Regions from separate parts of the Sus scrofa genome. Here regions 2, 3 and 4 are each linked to region 1. A link is a contact called in public HiChIP or PLAC-seq and promoter capture Hi-C data. All regions are on one chromosome and are shown on one strand. The core of a region is the stretch at or near the end of the contact, and the rest is flanking DNA. Distances in the headings are between cores, read along the strand shown. Region 1 holds the start of DAP3 (28S ribosomal protein S29, mitochondrial). Region 2 holds the start of KRTCAP2 (keratinocyte associated protein 2). Region 3 holds the start of THBS3 (thrombospondin-3). Region 4 holds the start of HCN3 (potassium/sodium hyperpolarization-activated cyclic nucleotide-gated channel 3).

What was found. Promoter capture Hi-C pulls out the DNA fragments that hold promoters and counts their contacts. HiChIP or PLAC-seq counts read pairs in DNA pulled down with a chosen protein or histone mark.
Region 2: a contact with region 1 is called in an H3K27ac HiChIP or PLAC-seq map of skeletal muscle, with 2.5 times the contacts expected there. The contact joins the promoter of KRTCAP2 here to the promoter of DAP3 in region 1. A contact is called at or near these places in 2 of 2 datasets of contacts at active chromatin or transcription factors (alveolar macrophages and skeletal muscle).
Region 3: a contact with region 1 is called in a promoter capture Hi-C map of liver, with 4 times the contacts expected there. The contact joins the promoter of THBS3 here to the promoter of DAP3 in region 1. A contact is called at or near these places in 2 of 5 promoter capture datasets (fetal liver and liver), 4 of 47 Hi-C or Micro-C datasets (alveolar macrophages, heart right ventricle, retroperitoneal adipose tissue and 1 more) and 2 of 2 datasets of contacts at active chromatin or transcription factors (alveolar macrophages and skeletal muscle).
Region 4: a contact with region 1 is called in an H3K27ac HiChIP or PLAC-seq map of alveolar macrophages. The contact joins the promoter of HCN3 here to the promoter of DAP3 in region 1. A contact is called at or near these places in 1 of 5 promoter capture datasets (liver), 4 of 47 Hi-C or Micro-C datasets (epiblast stem cells, heart right ventricle, liver and 1 more) and 2 of 2 datasets of contacts at active chromatin or transcription factors (alveolar macrophages and skeletal muscle).

The regions. Positions count from the first base shown.
Region 1 is chr4:94,295,952-94,299,399 of Sscrofa11.1, reverse strand. It overlaps DAP3 (28S ribosomal protein S29, mitochondrial), which reads left to right and starts at 1,919. Exons shown (of 13, transcript XM_021089714.1): 1 at 1,919-2,332. ASH1L (histone-lysine N-methyltransferase ASH1L) reads right to left here and starts at 1,868. Exons shown (of 28, transcript XM_021089697.1): 1 at 1,724-1,868; 2 at 1,122-1,261. The coding sequence starts at 1,853.
Region 2 is chr4:94,641,623-94,645,070 of Sscrofa11.1, reverse strand. KRTCAP2 (keratinocyte associated protein 2) reads right to left here and starts at 1,771. Exons shown (of 5, transcript NM_001190186.1): 1 at 1,690-1,771; 2 at 1,206-1,360; 3 at 1,000-1,063. The coding sequence starts at 1,696. TRIM46 (tripartite motif-containing protein 46) reads left to right here and starts at 2,315. Exons shown (of 11, transcript XM_003125718.5): 1 at 2,315-2,508. The coding sequence starts at 2,446.
Region 3 is chr4:94,610,955-94,614,402 of Sscrofa11.1, reverse strand. It overlaps THBS3 (thrombospondin-3), which reads right to left and starts at 1,701. Exons shown (of 23, transcript XM_013997018.2): 1 at 1,559-1,701; 2 at 353-559. The coding sequence starts at 1,637. It overlaps MTX1 (metaxin 1), which reads left to right and starts at 2,964. Exons shown (of 8, transcript NM_001039750.1): 1 at 2,964-3,058. The coding sequence starts at 2,978.
Region 4 is chr4:94,558,464-94,561,911 of Sscrofa11.1, reverse strand. HCN3 (potassium/sodium hyperpolarization-activated cyclic nucleotide-gated channel 3) reads left to right here and starts at 1,807. Exons shown (of 9, transcript XM_013997013.2): 1 at 1,807-1,851. It overlaps CLK2 (dual specificity protein kinase CLK2), which reads right to left. Exons shown (of 12, transcript XM_021089727.1): 1 at 3,285-3,448.

The sequences.
Region 1 (3,448 bases), core at 670-3,169:
TCCCAACTCTGTCAATTTAACATGTGACTTTGGAAAAATTATCTCTTTATGCCTCAATTTCTTACTTTGTAATATGGGAGGAAACAGCCATCCTATCATTCACAGAGAAACTTAGGATGGCAAAGAAACTGAAAGAGCATTTTGAACAGTATAAAAGCTTTATTCTATTATAAAGTGTGAATACAAACTCAGGTCAACAGAAAGGCCAACCATTCTTTACACCCTCACAGTAATTGTTCAGGTAAAGATGTTCTGGGCCTTCATATTTACACAATTCACTCTATTCAGAGGAACAAACTATTCTTAAGAATAACTGGTTATGACAAGTTTCTCCCATCCCTGACCACACACTTACATGCTACATTTCTAAAATACTGCTTTGACTTCTCTTTCCCAACAAGTCAATAAGGCACTCTCAAACCCTAAAACACACACACATATCAACCAGCAGGGAATATCCCAAACTTTAATTTAAAAATAAGCTAACTTATAAGTGGAACTACATTACACTTGTACAAATAAAAGCAAACTCTTCCGAAACACTTTCCTTTCTTGCATACACACACAAACACAGCCGCTATACACTAACAGACCATCTGTCTCCTAGACCAAAAACATGTCTTTCCATGCACAAACTAACCAGTAACATCTATTAAACTTATAACACGGAGACCATCCTGTAGTTTCAACAGCCAGTTGAGCGTGTCAGGGACACCACAGATCTGAACATACAGGTAAACTACCCTCAAAAGAGGATCATCCCTCCTGACACTCTTATTCCTTAACGGGAACAACCTGGCCTATGGGGGATGCTCCAATCGTGCCTCCACAACACACAAACTAACCTGTCAGGGGCACAGCGGGCTCCGCCTCCACTCGCTTACTTTCCCGCCCCCTCCCCCAAGCCAGGAGCCCGCCTGTCAGGGACACCCCTTCACCTCCGCCAGGAGGGACTTCCCGGTAAGCTCAGGATCCCCTTCCCTACTCTCCCCTCCCCCATCCTTACCACCGCTCTCCCGGAGGTCCAGGTCCGGGAGATGACAGTAGCTCCCAGGAAGCCAAGGACTGAGTCGCTGAGGGAGTACTTAGGCCCAAAGGCCTCCCCAGGCGGTACTACTCACCGTGTCAGAGGCCGAGGCCGAGAGAGATGAGAGTGCAGGGAAGTGGGGAAGAGGGGGCGGCCGCCACCAGGCTCCTCCGCTTCCCTTGGTCCACAGCGGATCCCTCCCGCTTGTCAGGAGGCGGCCAGCGGGTGAGCGGACTGGCGGAAATGCGAGAGAGGAGAGGGGAAAGGCGTGGGGCTAAGCGGGGGAAACTGAGGGGAGGCGGGTCCCGCAACCGAGACGGGGATCGTCTCCCCCTCCGCAAAGCGAACCCAAAATGGCGGCGGGAGCGGCGGCGGCAGAGCGGCGGCGGCGGCAGCTCCTTGGGAGGGAGGGAGCGAAGGGCGCCTCGTGCCCCCCCACCTCCCACTCCTCCCTCCTCGCGTTTTCCCCCTTCGTCCTCCCTCCTCACTCGACTCGGGCGGCAGAGCGCGCACGCCCGCCCGCACGCGCCAGAGTGTATCTGGGCTCGTCGCTTGCTGCTCCCACCAACCACCGCCTTCGGCCGCCTGGCGCGCCCGCCAGCCAGTACGCACTCGCTCTGGGGAGCCTCCTCGCACGGTCCCCCACTTCCCCTCGGCCCCTGTCAAGCCAGCTTTGGCGCGGGCCCTCACGCGTACCTTCAGCGGCGCGAGCCCAAGCCTCCTCCTCCACCTCCTCTCCTCTCCTCCCCCCCTTCCCCGCCCCCACTGCCACCAACCGCCGCCACGGCCGCCGCCGCCGCCTCCTCCCCCTCCGCCCCCCCCACATACCCTCCACCCCTCGCGCGTGCGCCTCCCACAATCCCCCCCGCGGGACTGTTCCATTCCCATTAGCTGCAGCAGCGGGGGAGAAAAGGACAGACGAAACGGGCAGAAGTTGCCGTTAGGATTGGAATTACCCCAGTGGCCAGTAGACACCTATGACTATTTACCTCGATGGCTGAGGCGCCAAGGCGACACGGCTCGCTCCCCCCACCTCGTCCTGGCCGCGGTGAGCGGCTCGGGGGCGGCCTAGCGCCCCTCTGCTGACAAGTAGTTGGAGGCCGCGGCGGCTGCGCGGTGAGCAGCTTCCTGCCAAACGACCCGAGCTTGCTTCTCTGCTGCGGGACAAGCGCTGTGGAGCCAGCCCTTGACTGTGCCTGTCGTTCACCGCATCAGGAAAGCGGATCCACGACTCTCGGTGAGGGAATGGACCTGCATGGGGTTGTACTCATGAAGGAGAGGAGTGGGACTCGGAACCTCCATGAGGTAGGGAGTGAAACCAGTTGGGCCGGCGACCCTCCTAGGGGGCTTCCTTCCGGGCTCCGTGTTGCGGTCCTGAAACCTAAAGAAGAACCGGTGCGTGGTCGGCTTTTTCTTTCTTCCTTTTTTGAAATTCTATTTTAAACCCATCTTAGATTGCTCGAATTTCACGCCACTGTCTATACGCGATGATGTTTCGTGCACTTTTATGCATTCCTCTTGGCTAGATGATATATTTTCAACCTCATTAGGCAGCCTGATGTTAGAGGATAAAGATGCCATACGTTACAAATTCAAGGTCTGGACTTGGTCTCTCACGTCTTGTGTGTCTTTCAGAAAGTTATTTTTCTTAATTCCTTGTCAACAAATGAAAAACTGAACATAAAAATTAGTTAACTCCAAATCTGCCTTCAAGGTTGGTATGTGATAAAATAAAATAATGTAGATAAAGAAGTATTAGCTTCTAGGCACAGGGAAGGTGCAAAGTGTAATGTTATCGTTTACAGTACTCTGGATGTTGATAAGGTTTGTGGGTGTAATTGGTAGTTTGTGTCCTATTCTTCCAAATCGTTATAATAAATGCAAAAGGAAATCTTTCAGATTTCTGTGGCTACTGATACTTGTTTCTCAAAACTGTGAATGAACACTTACTTTTTCTTGATGATTGAGTAAGGAGAACTATGAACTATTAAAATGTACGGGTATTTCTGAAGCTTTCTATTCAAATAATCTTTAGTTTCACCCAAAGTGTAAAACAGAATAAATCGGGGGAGGGATCCGCTTGGATATTCCGTTCCTTAACATCTATGGACTTTTAAGGATCTAGGAATAGTTTCAAAATCACTGTACTAGATTAATTTCAAGCTCTAAAGTTTAAGTAGACAGTCCTAAATGTTCCCTTTTCCATACTTAAGTATATGGATCAGGTTTTGTTTAATTGCTCTGGGTTTTTTTTTTTTTTTTTTAAGGGAAGGATGGAATCCCCTTTAATTACCTCACTATCCATATCTTTGCTTTTCCTAATCGTATCTTAAGCCCCAGCTATTTTATGGAGCCATTTAGAGGCCATATATCTTTCTCAATAGTGTCATGTATGCAAGTGTGTTACCCTACCAAGAACAT
Region 2 (3,448 bases), core at 522-3,021, 350 kb before region 1:
ATAAAGCAAGACACAAGGAAGACAAAAAAAGGAGGGCCTTGGTCTTTGTTCTACCAGGTGAAGGGATCACAAAAGATGGCATGTGCCATCAGCTGGGGCATATGGCATCCCTTAGGTGATCCGGCCTTGACGTCTGATTTGGTTCATGAACGTTAATTCTCCATAAATAACTAAATCATCAGTTCTTGATTACATGAGCGCTAATAACAACGACTGTTTCAAATGAAAAATGATCTCGGGAGTTTCCGTTGTGGCGCAGTGGTTAAGGAATACAACTAGGAACCATGAGGTTGCAGGTTCAATCCCTGGCCTCGCTCAGTGGGTTAAGGATCCAGTGTTGCTGTGAGTGGTGATGTAGGTCACAGACATGGCTCAGATCCTACGTTGCTGTGGCTGTGGTGTAGGCCGGCAGCTACAGCTCCGATTCGACCCCTAGCCTGGGAACCTCCATATGCCATGGGAGCGGCCCTAGAAAAGGCAAAAAGACAAAAAAAAAGAAAAAAAAAGAAAACGATCTAACAGTTATTCTTATTTGGTCAGGATTCTTGTTGAGATAGAGAGTTGATATGTGTAATACATAGGCTCTTCACGATCATCTCAAATCAATAGAATTCCCGAATATTGAATCAATGTCACCTCTGAACCTCTCAACACACTTGGTCTTGCTCCTTCTGCTGGGAACAAAGAACATCTTTCCTTGGATGTGTTCATTACAAACCCAAACCTGCTATTCCCCTCAACCTTCCCCAGGAAATGGCCAGGAAGTAACTGGGTTTCTTGCTTTCAGAAGCCTTCTCTTCTAGCTCCAATTCCAGCAGCTAGCTAAGGTGCTGGATCCAAAAGCAGCAGCTAGCTAAGGTGCTGCTTCCAGACAGTATTAATACACATATTGCCTTTTCCTAAAACACCTTTACTATTCTAAGCACCTGGAAATTCAGTACCGTGTTTGCGGAGGTTACAGGAGAGGGATCAAATATTCCACCCTCAATTTCCACTTACTCTCCGGGAAGATCTTTGCTTGGAATCCTTTGCCAAAGACAAGATTCTCCAGATTATTGAAGGCCTGGGTTGAGAGAGTGAAGGAGTAGGACGTGCACAGGAGTAGGAGGGCAGAGCTCTGTCGGTAACGGGAGGGGTACAAGCCTGTGGCCCTCCACCCTCCCCACCCTCAAACACGTCTGTTTGCTCCACCTCAGGGAGGATACGGTGAGAGAGAAGACGAAAAGGCCGGAACCAAGTAGGCCGCCCTGGATGGTGAGCCACTCGGTGGAGGCCAGTTGGCGGCTGTACATCTGCATCCCAGCGAAGAGCAGCAGGGACAGGAGAGAGGAGAGCGCCAGCGAGGTGCCCGTACCCACCACTGCAGCGGGGTAGAGAAGAGACGGAGATTAGGCCCAGCCCTCCCTCCAGCAGCTGCAGGCAGATCCGGCAGGTCCGGGAGTCGAGGGCCCGACCACTTCCAAGCGCTCCCAGGACTGCAGCCATTCTCCCCAACTCCCAAAACCCGCGGCGACCCCCCAGGAATTCATTCCTCAGCCCCAGATGCCTCGAACCCTCCCGCCCTGGGGAAATGCCCGCCCCCCTGGAACCCAGGACACGTCAGCTCTGCGGGAAGAGGACGAGGAAAGCTGGTCCGCCCAACTCCGACCCCACTAGCCCGTCCAGGTGGGATCCCGCGGGTCCCGTTACCCATCATGCCCTGCCCTGGGGTCCAATTGGCGCCGCGATCCGAGAGGAGAGCCGAACCGGGGACGGTTGGCTGTGCGCATGCGTCGGCCCCAAACGTAGACTTGCTTCTCCCCAACGTCTTCCTCTTTCTCCCCCGCCGCGCCTGGGTGCAGCGCCCTCTCCCGGAAGGGAGGAAATAGTTCATGCAAAAGCAGCCTTGGCCACCACCCTGGTCCCCCGCTCTTCTCCGCACCCGGAGCATCTGCCGCCTCTCAGTGCACGCTGCACTTAACTCTTCAAGTCACTGGGCCCATGGACCATAGTCTCTAGCCCACGTCTGTCTTCTTTGCCATTCACGTCAGCCCTAGTGCCCGTTCCTTAAAACTCCCTCCCCCATGATCATTGCCTCGTGGACTCTGCCCAAACCAAAATCAAGTGCTTCCATCCTTAAGCCCATCTTTCTCTGAAACTATCCTCTTGCTTTCTCTGAGCAAGATTAGGAGCCAATAAAGAATTCGAACATAAGAAATGGCACCCCCCTCAGATACCATTCCAAGTTACCCACCGCCACCCACCACCGCCTCCTGAGAACCACGTGGGGAAAACTATTTCCCACCTCCTACCTCGACCGGCGCTGTTCGAGGATGGTCCCTTGAGCATGCGCAGTGACATCTCACCCACCCCTCCCCACATCCCCACTGGGCTCCAGCATTAAGCCCGGGGTTCGCAGCCGCAGCCGGGATCGGGCACCCGGGGGCGGGCGGGCATGGTAGGGCCATGGCTGAGGGTGAGGATATGCAGACCTTCACTTCCATCATGGATGCACTGGTCCGCATCAGTGTGAGTTAAGGTGGGGTCGAGGGAAGGGGAGGGGGAGTATAGGGGTCCCGGGCTGGCCGGAACCTGGAACAGGTGGGGATCCTGCAAATGCTGGGATGTAGACAGCGGGCTGATGATGCCAGAAAGAACTGGGGGGATCGGGTTGCAGGCATGTGAGGGTAATCTGGGGGCAGCCCTGTGGTAAATGCCGTGAAGGCGTCCATCTGCTGGGATGTAAGGAACCTGGAGCTGCCCGGGCGCAGGGGGCGGCCCGGGTTAGCCGCCAGCCGTGCACCGGGGCTGGGGCTGCAGGGCAACCGGGCTATGCTCTGAGGAGGGGGCGTGAGTGAGCTTGGATATTTTCCAGGAAAACTGAGGACAGGTGGGGGGAGAGCAAGGAGCCGCTCCGCGGTGTAGTTCCAATTTGGACCCCTCCCAGAGACCCCACCCCACCGCACCCCCACTCAAGGCTGCCTCCGAGCCTGCGGTTGTCATGGCAACCCGTGCCCGGCTCTCCCAGGGGCGGTGCCAACCCTGCTCCCCCCCACCACTTCCTTCCCCCTCCCTCCCTGTCCCTCCCTCCTTTGTGTCAGCTGCGCCCCTGACCGGGATGGCTGCGAAGAGAGGGACCAAGGTGAGGTGTGGGGGTGGGGCATAGCTTCAGGACCCCCCGCAACCAAAAAAGGGAGGGGTACTTCCGGTGGGGAGGGGGCAAGGAGGCGGGGCGCTCATTTTTTTTCCCTTGCTAGGGGAGGGGGTTGCGGCAGGCCAGGTGGCGCCGGGGGAGGAAGCAGGAGGGCCGGAGCGTGGGGGGCAAAAGGGAATGGGTTAGAAGGAGCCGGATGGGTTAGTGATGGGGAATGGAAGCGAGGGCAGCTGCAGGCCGGAGCCGCGGCAGGAGGACGGGCAGGGTGAGCAGAAGGATGGAGAGAGCCTGGCTATAGGGAGGAGTCACGCGGGG
Region 3 (3,448 bases), core at 452-2,951, 320 kb before region 1:
CTTCCGTGTCATTAGATCACTATATCCCCCGCTACTGTTGCAGCTGGTTCTGTATCCCCAGATCCATTCCAGGGATCTGAGGGACCTCTTTATACCACTACTGGGTCAGAGAAACATGCCTCCCCTCCCCCCAGGCATCCCCACATACAATTCCCCATTCCAACAAATGCCTCACCCTACTGTTTGGGTGCCTGGCCCCCCTAAGGCACTAAGTACCCCTTACCAGGTGCCCCTGGTGCCTGGGCACAGCCTGATGGGTCCATAGTCCCCAGGGGAGCCCAAAGAAAATTAGGAGGGGTCTGAGTGCTCGAAGGAGTCACCATGGCAGGAAGGGAGATGCCCCGCCAGTCACCTTTGTTGATCTTGCCCACAACAGAGGCCTCCAGCCATCGTGTGTTGTCTTGGCGAGAGTAGAGGCCAAAGAGGACACCACCCTGCTTGGGGGGCAGACGGAAGGTGGACAAGAGGTAGATGTCCCCAGCGGTGAGCAGGGCTGTCCGAATCTTCTCCGCCACAGCTACCATCTGCCGGGACTCGCCCAGAGTCAGCAGGTCGATCACTGACCAAGCAGAGATGATTAAGGTCAGACCCCTGTCAAATGCTAAGGCCTGCTCTCTCTGAGCCTTCAGGGGTGGGGCGGCATCCTTCATCACCACCCGACAGTGTTAGTCACCTCCTGGAAATCCAACCCTTGTTGCTGTCAGAGGACAAGGCGTTGTGCCTTCCTTACTGCCACTCCGAGAACCGGCAGGCCTGAGGCTCAACTGGAAATACAGCAACAGCGCCCCGCGAATGTGAGATGCCCCCACCAGGTGGCGCAAAGGAGTCACTGTGTTGATCTCAAGGCAGGAGTAGCACCTGGTGCCCACAGCGCAGAAATAGGAAGGCCGTTTCTCTTCACACGGCTGGGTTTGGCTCTAAATGCCCCTAAATGCTCCTCCTCCCGTCCTGGGGGGTTCAGCACACTCGCTCTGGGTGAGAACAGCTGCCCACTGAAGACTTCGACCCTCCTACTGTCTGGCTCTCTCCCACAGGAACCTGGGACCCAGCTCTCTGCCTCCTGTGTCCTGGCCAATCTGTGGTTTCCCTTCCAGCCTGTAAAGAATCTGTGCCTGTGTCATCTGCTCCAGCTACCTCTCCCACACCCACAGACCCATCCTACCACCAGACCTCCAGGAGAGCCCAGACCTCTTGGTCCCCACCCCCACCCGGTTCTTAGGCAACTAGGAGCCCAAAGGTGGAAGAAACCCACCTTTGAGCTGCTCTCCCAGACCCTGGAGTGTCTGGGGATGCTCAGACACCAAACCAGCCAGGCAGCCCTAGCATCCTGCCTCCTGAGTCCACAGCCCTGGCCTCATGCTGACCCTGGCCAGTTCCCACTCATCCGCCACCTTCTGGTGTCAGCTCCTCCCCACAGGATCATAATTTCATCAACTCTTCCCTCCGGTTCAATTTCAGGACTCTCCCCTCTCCCCTTGCCCACATGTTCCCTGCTACTAGGCTGGGGGCAAGTGGGGAGGAGGCAGAGAGGGGGCTCTGAGAATTGGTACTGGCTTACCCTGCAGGTCCTGACTGGCAGATGCGAAAGTGCAAAGGAAGAGAAGAGCCAGGGCCCCCCGAAGTTCCTGCGTCTCCATGCCGCTCAGCCGGCTCACTACCCCTGGCAGGCAGGCGGCTGGGAGGGGAAAAGGCTAGGCGGAGAGCAGGAGAGGGGGGCGGAGGGACTGGAGGGGGGGGCCGGCAGGCGGTGAGGGGGGGCTGAAACAAAGAGCTGCCAATCACCCTGGAGGCATCCTCAGCTCCGGGAACCAGGGGCACTGAGGAAGAGTCCTGGAGGCCTCCTTGCCTCGCGCCTCTCCCTAATGGTGCTCTCCCCCAGGTGCCTCCCTCTCCCCTGCATCTCGCTCTTGGGGGTTGCTACCGAATGCTACTGTCTTCTGGAAGCCACAGTTGGGGAAGGCAGGCAACTTTGGCAGGGGCAGTGCCAGACAGTGAGCATTATTCCACAGCTGGTACGAGAGAATTCCAAGGGAGTGGCTGAAACTAGCTTGCTATAGTGCCCAGGGGATGCCCACATGGCATGACGTTTGCTCCTCCGACAGAGCAAGTGCTCTTTATTAGGGTGATGGTCCCATGCCTTGTCCCTGTGCTTCCACTTTCCTTCATTACTAGGAAAACCTGGGAGTCTAGAAGAGTCTGGTGGAAACTGGAGGGAAAGTCTACAACAGTGGTCAGTGAGGCTGGAGTGAAGAAATAGGGAAAGGGACGCCAAGGACAGGAGGAGACCAGAGGACAGGCCAGGGGCCGGGGGGCAGACTGAGAACACTTGGGGGTACAGGCAGACAGGCCACGACCCGGATGAAACGGAGGGGCGCCTCGGTTCCCGTTGCCAAGGCAACAGTCCCAGAGCCCCACCTCCCCTCCCCCCACCCAGGCCCCAGCCCGGCCTAGCTTCGGCCTCCGCCACCGCCCCTGTTTTGTTTCCATGGCGACAGGAGGCGCGGGGCCGGCTCCAAACATAACGCGCTGTGGAAAACATGCGGCTCGGGGGACCCCCCCCGCAGCCCCCGCTCGGGGCCGAGCCCTGAGGGGGCCCGAAGCAGCCCAGACCTCTTGCAGATCTGTGAGGGCACCCAGAGCCTGCCCAGGAGCCCAAAGCCCCCTTCTGGGCCCGCTGAGCCTTCAGAGGCTCGGGGCTCCCCTCGGCCAAGGCTCCGGGACTCTCTTAGGCGCGCCGGGATGAAAGCCCTTCCCCCCTTCGCGAGCCGCCTGTGGATCGGACCGCTGCCGCCCTCCCCCGAAGCCTTCGGTTCCGCCCCACGCCGTCAGGCCGCCTTCTGGGCTGGGATAAGCAGCGCCTTCCCGAGGGCCTCCCCCCAGCTCCCCACTGTGAACAGTCGTAGGGGCGGGGGGCGGATCCGCGCGGAGGAGGGCTGAAGCGCAGGGGGAGGTGCTTCCGGGACAAAGGGCGGGCAAGATGGCGGCGCCCATGGAGCTGTTCTGCTGGTCAGGGGGCTGGGGGCTGCCGTCCGTGGACCTGGACAGTCTGGCCGTGCTGGTGAGGGGTGGCGCCAGCGCCCTCTGCTGCGCCCTGGAGGACTGGGGAGGGGGCTCGGACTAGCCAATCACCGGATTTTGCCAGGGCGCCTCAGCACGGGCGCATTGGGGGAAACTGAGGCAATCAAAGAGCGTGCCTGGCCAGTATGGACTCACATACCGTGTCCTTTGCCATTAGCAGCCTAGTTTTTGTTTGGCAATGGAACGGGTGCTGGTCAGAGGTTCAGGAGATGAGTTTTAGTTCTCGCATGTCCATTTATTGGCTGTGTGACCTTGGAGCGATCCCTTCTCTCTGGGCGCTGTTTTCTTCATCCGCTTGTTTACTGAGGCTGGACGATCTCAGAGTTCTCCGACTCCGCAGGTCTCTGCCTTCTCAACCTCCCTCCCTCCT
Region 4 (3,448 bases), core at 558-3,057, 260 kb before region 1:
ACCACCCACAGCTTCCTCTGTGCTTAATGGAGTATATATTCACCTAATAACTCTGGCTGACAGCTTTAGGAAGCTTCACTCCACTGAGTTCATTGCTCTAGTCTGATTTTCCTCAAATATGGCTTCATGACAACATTCAGGCCACAGCTCATTACAGGTGAGACTACGTAATTGACGAAGATGGCCACAGCTCATCTTTGGCTGAGATTTTGGATGGATGTGTGCGACGCTGCATTCGCTATTGTGCTTTACTATAATGAATAATGCTTCACTATATGCTATTATGGTGTTTTACAATCATTAGTGTATCTTATCTCCCCAACTAGGCCATCTATATCCTGAGGGTAAGAATCCAGTTTTCCAGCTTTCCACTTATAGTATATATACCAAACACAAGCAAGTTCCAGGGATCTGGGTCTGGCCCCTTGAACATTTCTCACATCAATGGCCAAATCGTCCTTAAATGGTTTTAATCCAGGAGGCCCCAAGCTGCAGTCAGCTTTCCACCCAGCCCCTTCCCTTTTGGGTTAGGAAGTACCGAATAACTGCTTTTTAATTATTATCAGTACTGCCTGGCTAAAAGCCGGCCACCTTCCAGTTACTGGAATTGGAATGGCAGGGTGCACTAATTCTTTTTTCCTTCAAGGAAAGAAAATTACTGTCAGGAACCAATAAGATGAGACTTACAGGGCAGAATGAAAGTACATGGGCCAGGGACAGAGGTGCACCTTGTTGGGGGTGGCAGTGGTAGGATTAGGTGTGGAAAAGGCTTAATGATTCCAACATCTGGCTTCCATTCTGAGCTACTTCTCAAATTGAAGAGAAGGGTGGCATTTGATTCATTCCAGGCGTAAAAGGGCTTGCAGGAAGCCAAGAAGACGCAAGTACAAGATTCTCCCCGATAACCCAACCTTGCTTAACACAGCCACGCACATGTCATCTCACTACATACACAGTGCCACCAAAGTCCCTCACAGGCTTTCCTCCTTCCAACCCTCCCCCCCAACTATCTCCAGCTTACAATCTTTCTCCACTTCTAATCTTTTCCTCTCTTTCTCACTTAGAAAATCCAGAACTAACTCCTAGAGTCAAACTCTTTCCACAGCCTCCAAGTGACATGGTGGTGTCTTCCAACCTCTCCAGCTTTGGCCCAACTTTTGAGATTTCTATTCTTTCTCATCTTTGCAACCACTCCTATCTTTACTCCATCACCCCTTCTCCTACTTTGGTCCCTCCTAACTTTCCTATTGGTCTTTACCAATGCATCTAAGACAGGGCGACATTCCACCTCATCTTCCTACTCCTCACCTCTGCCACTTCGCACGTCTCAGCCCCACCCCACCCCCCAAGCTCGCCCCGGTCCCTTGCCCCCAATCCAATCTTCTCCCCGTCCGCCCCGCGGTCGCCATCTTTCCGCGCGGCCCCGCGGCCCGCCAGCCCGCGCGCTCACCGTTCTGGCGGCGAGGCCCGTGCGCTTGTCCCACAGGAAGTCCGTGATGGCGGCGGCACTGCGGCCGGAGTCCCGGCACCCCCGCGGCGACGAAGTGCGGCTCCACCCCCCCAACCCGAGACCCTGGACCTCCCGCCTCGTTCCCGGGCTCCGTTCCAGTCCCGCCCGCCCCGGCTCCGTGCCCGCCCCCAGGATCCGCTTGGCGCCGCTCGCACCGCCCCCGCCCGGGGCCCGATCCCAGCTCGGTCTCCGGCTCTGGCCTCCCCGATCCGCCGCCGCCGCCACCGCGAGCGAGCACGTACGCACGCACGCACGTCCTGCGTCGATTCCCAGCTACCCCTAGGCTCCGCCCCCCAGGACCGCGCACGCCTTCGCGTCTTAGCGTAGCTCTCTGCTGTCCGGTGAGAGCCGAGGAGGTGCTGGGGGCGGAAGCTCATGGGGGCGGGGAGAGAGTGGAAGCGGTTTATTGGGCTCGCGCTGCCTCGCCTGGTGTTCTTCCGTATCCTTCCTCAATCTTTGACCCTTTTCGTGGGACTTATGTGGCTTGCTTTGTTAGGTTTGGAGGTTGAAAGGAAGGGGTTGTGGTTTACGGAATGTCATCGCTCCGCAAACCTTTTGAAGCCTGGTGGTGAGGTGTGAGTCTCCATCATAGCCTGTTTTTGAAACAGTTCGCCTACCAAACCACAGCAAAGAGGGGTTCCCATCTTTTGTCCTGAACAAAAGCTGGTGCACGTTCTGTATATGGGGGAGGGGGGTAATGGCTTTGGAGGAAAGGTTTGAGAAATGGAGGGGTGGAGATTCAGGTGCCAAAGAAGGGGAAATCACTTGAGAACTTTGTTATATACCTACACATAATATATGATAAGTCTAAATTTGGTGAATTAAAAAAAAAAAGCAGAAGACGAGAAAAACTGGGTAGAGTTACAGATGTTATAGAAGGAATTGAGCAGTAATTAGGAAAATGAAAAATAACCTGAGGATAACTATATTCAAGTAAAGAAACAGAGAGGAGTCAGGGTGGAGGATAGTCAGAAGGAATTTTTCATCAGTTGGCCAGAAATGGTTTAGGAAAAGTTTCTTGAAATAGAAGCTGAAGGGTAATGAAGGGGTGGAGAGGAAAGTGAACCTCACTTCCTTCTCCGTGTACACTTTCCCTCGTTCATTCAAAAAGCATTTATTAAGTTCCTACTCTGTCCAGCACTGTGCCAGGCTCAAGGCTCCTGTTCTTCAGAGCTTCATAGTATAATGGGAAAGACCTGTAAACAAATAATGGCAGCCTTGTGCTAAGAGCTGTTATGAACAGTGGTGCCCTGGCCACTGTAAGAAAGCTCTAGACTACAACCCTAGCTTGGGAAAGGAGAGTTATAAATGTGTTTCTAGGTTTCCTAGAGGAGATGACATCTGAACCAATGGATGGAAAGTGAATTGGAGGAGAGTGCTAGGCAGAGAAAGTATTTACAAAAGTCTGGAGACAAAGCAAAATGAAGTGTTTAAACAGAATTGGAGTCCTGGCTTTCAAGAGAGGGACTATCAGAAGGGAGGTTGTTGAAAAGAGAGGTCTAAATTTTGCAGGGCCTTGTGTTGTCATTCTAAGGAATTTAACCGTAATCCTATAGAACACTAAGAAGTTTGAAGGATATTAAGCAAGTGAGATAGCTACATTTAGATTTAGGAAGTTAACTCTGGAAGGAGAATTGGCCTGAGAGTTGAGAGACCTATTTAGACGCTTCTGAAATAATCTGGGTGAAAAAATGCTGAGGGCTTGAAATAAGTCGGAGGCAATAAGAAATGGAGATAAAGGGAAGAATTTACTTCACATACTACTGTAATTTACCTGTTCTGTTTGCGGGCGTAGACGAGCAGTGCCTTTATGGCTAGGGCTTTGTATTCATCCTTGTATCCTCAGCGGTCGCTCAGTGATGGGCCGAGTTGCTTGTGGTGAAGGTGGCAGATGAATTCAGAAATGAAATACTCGGGGGAGCAGTAACGAGGAGATCC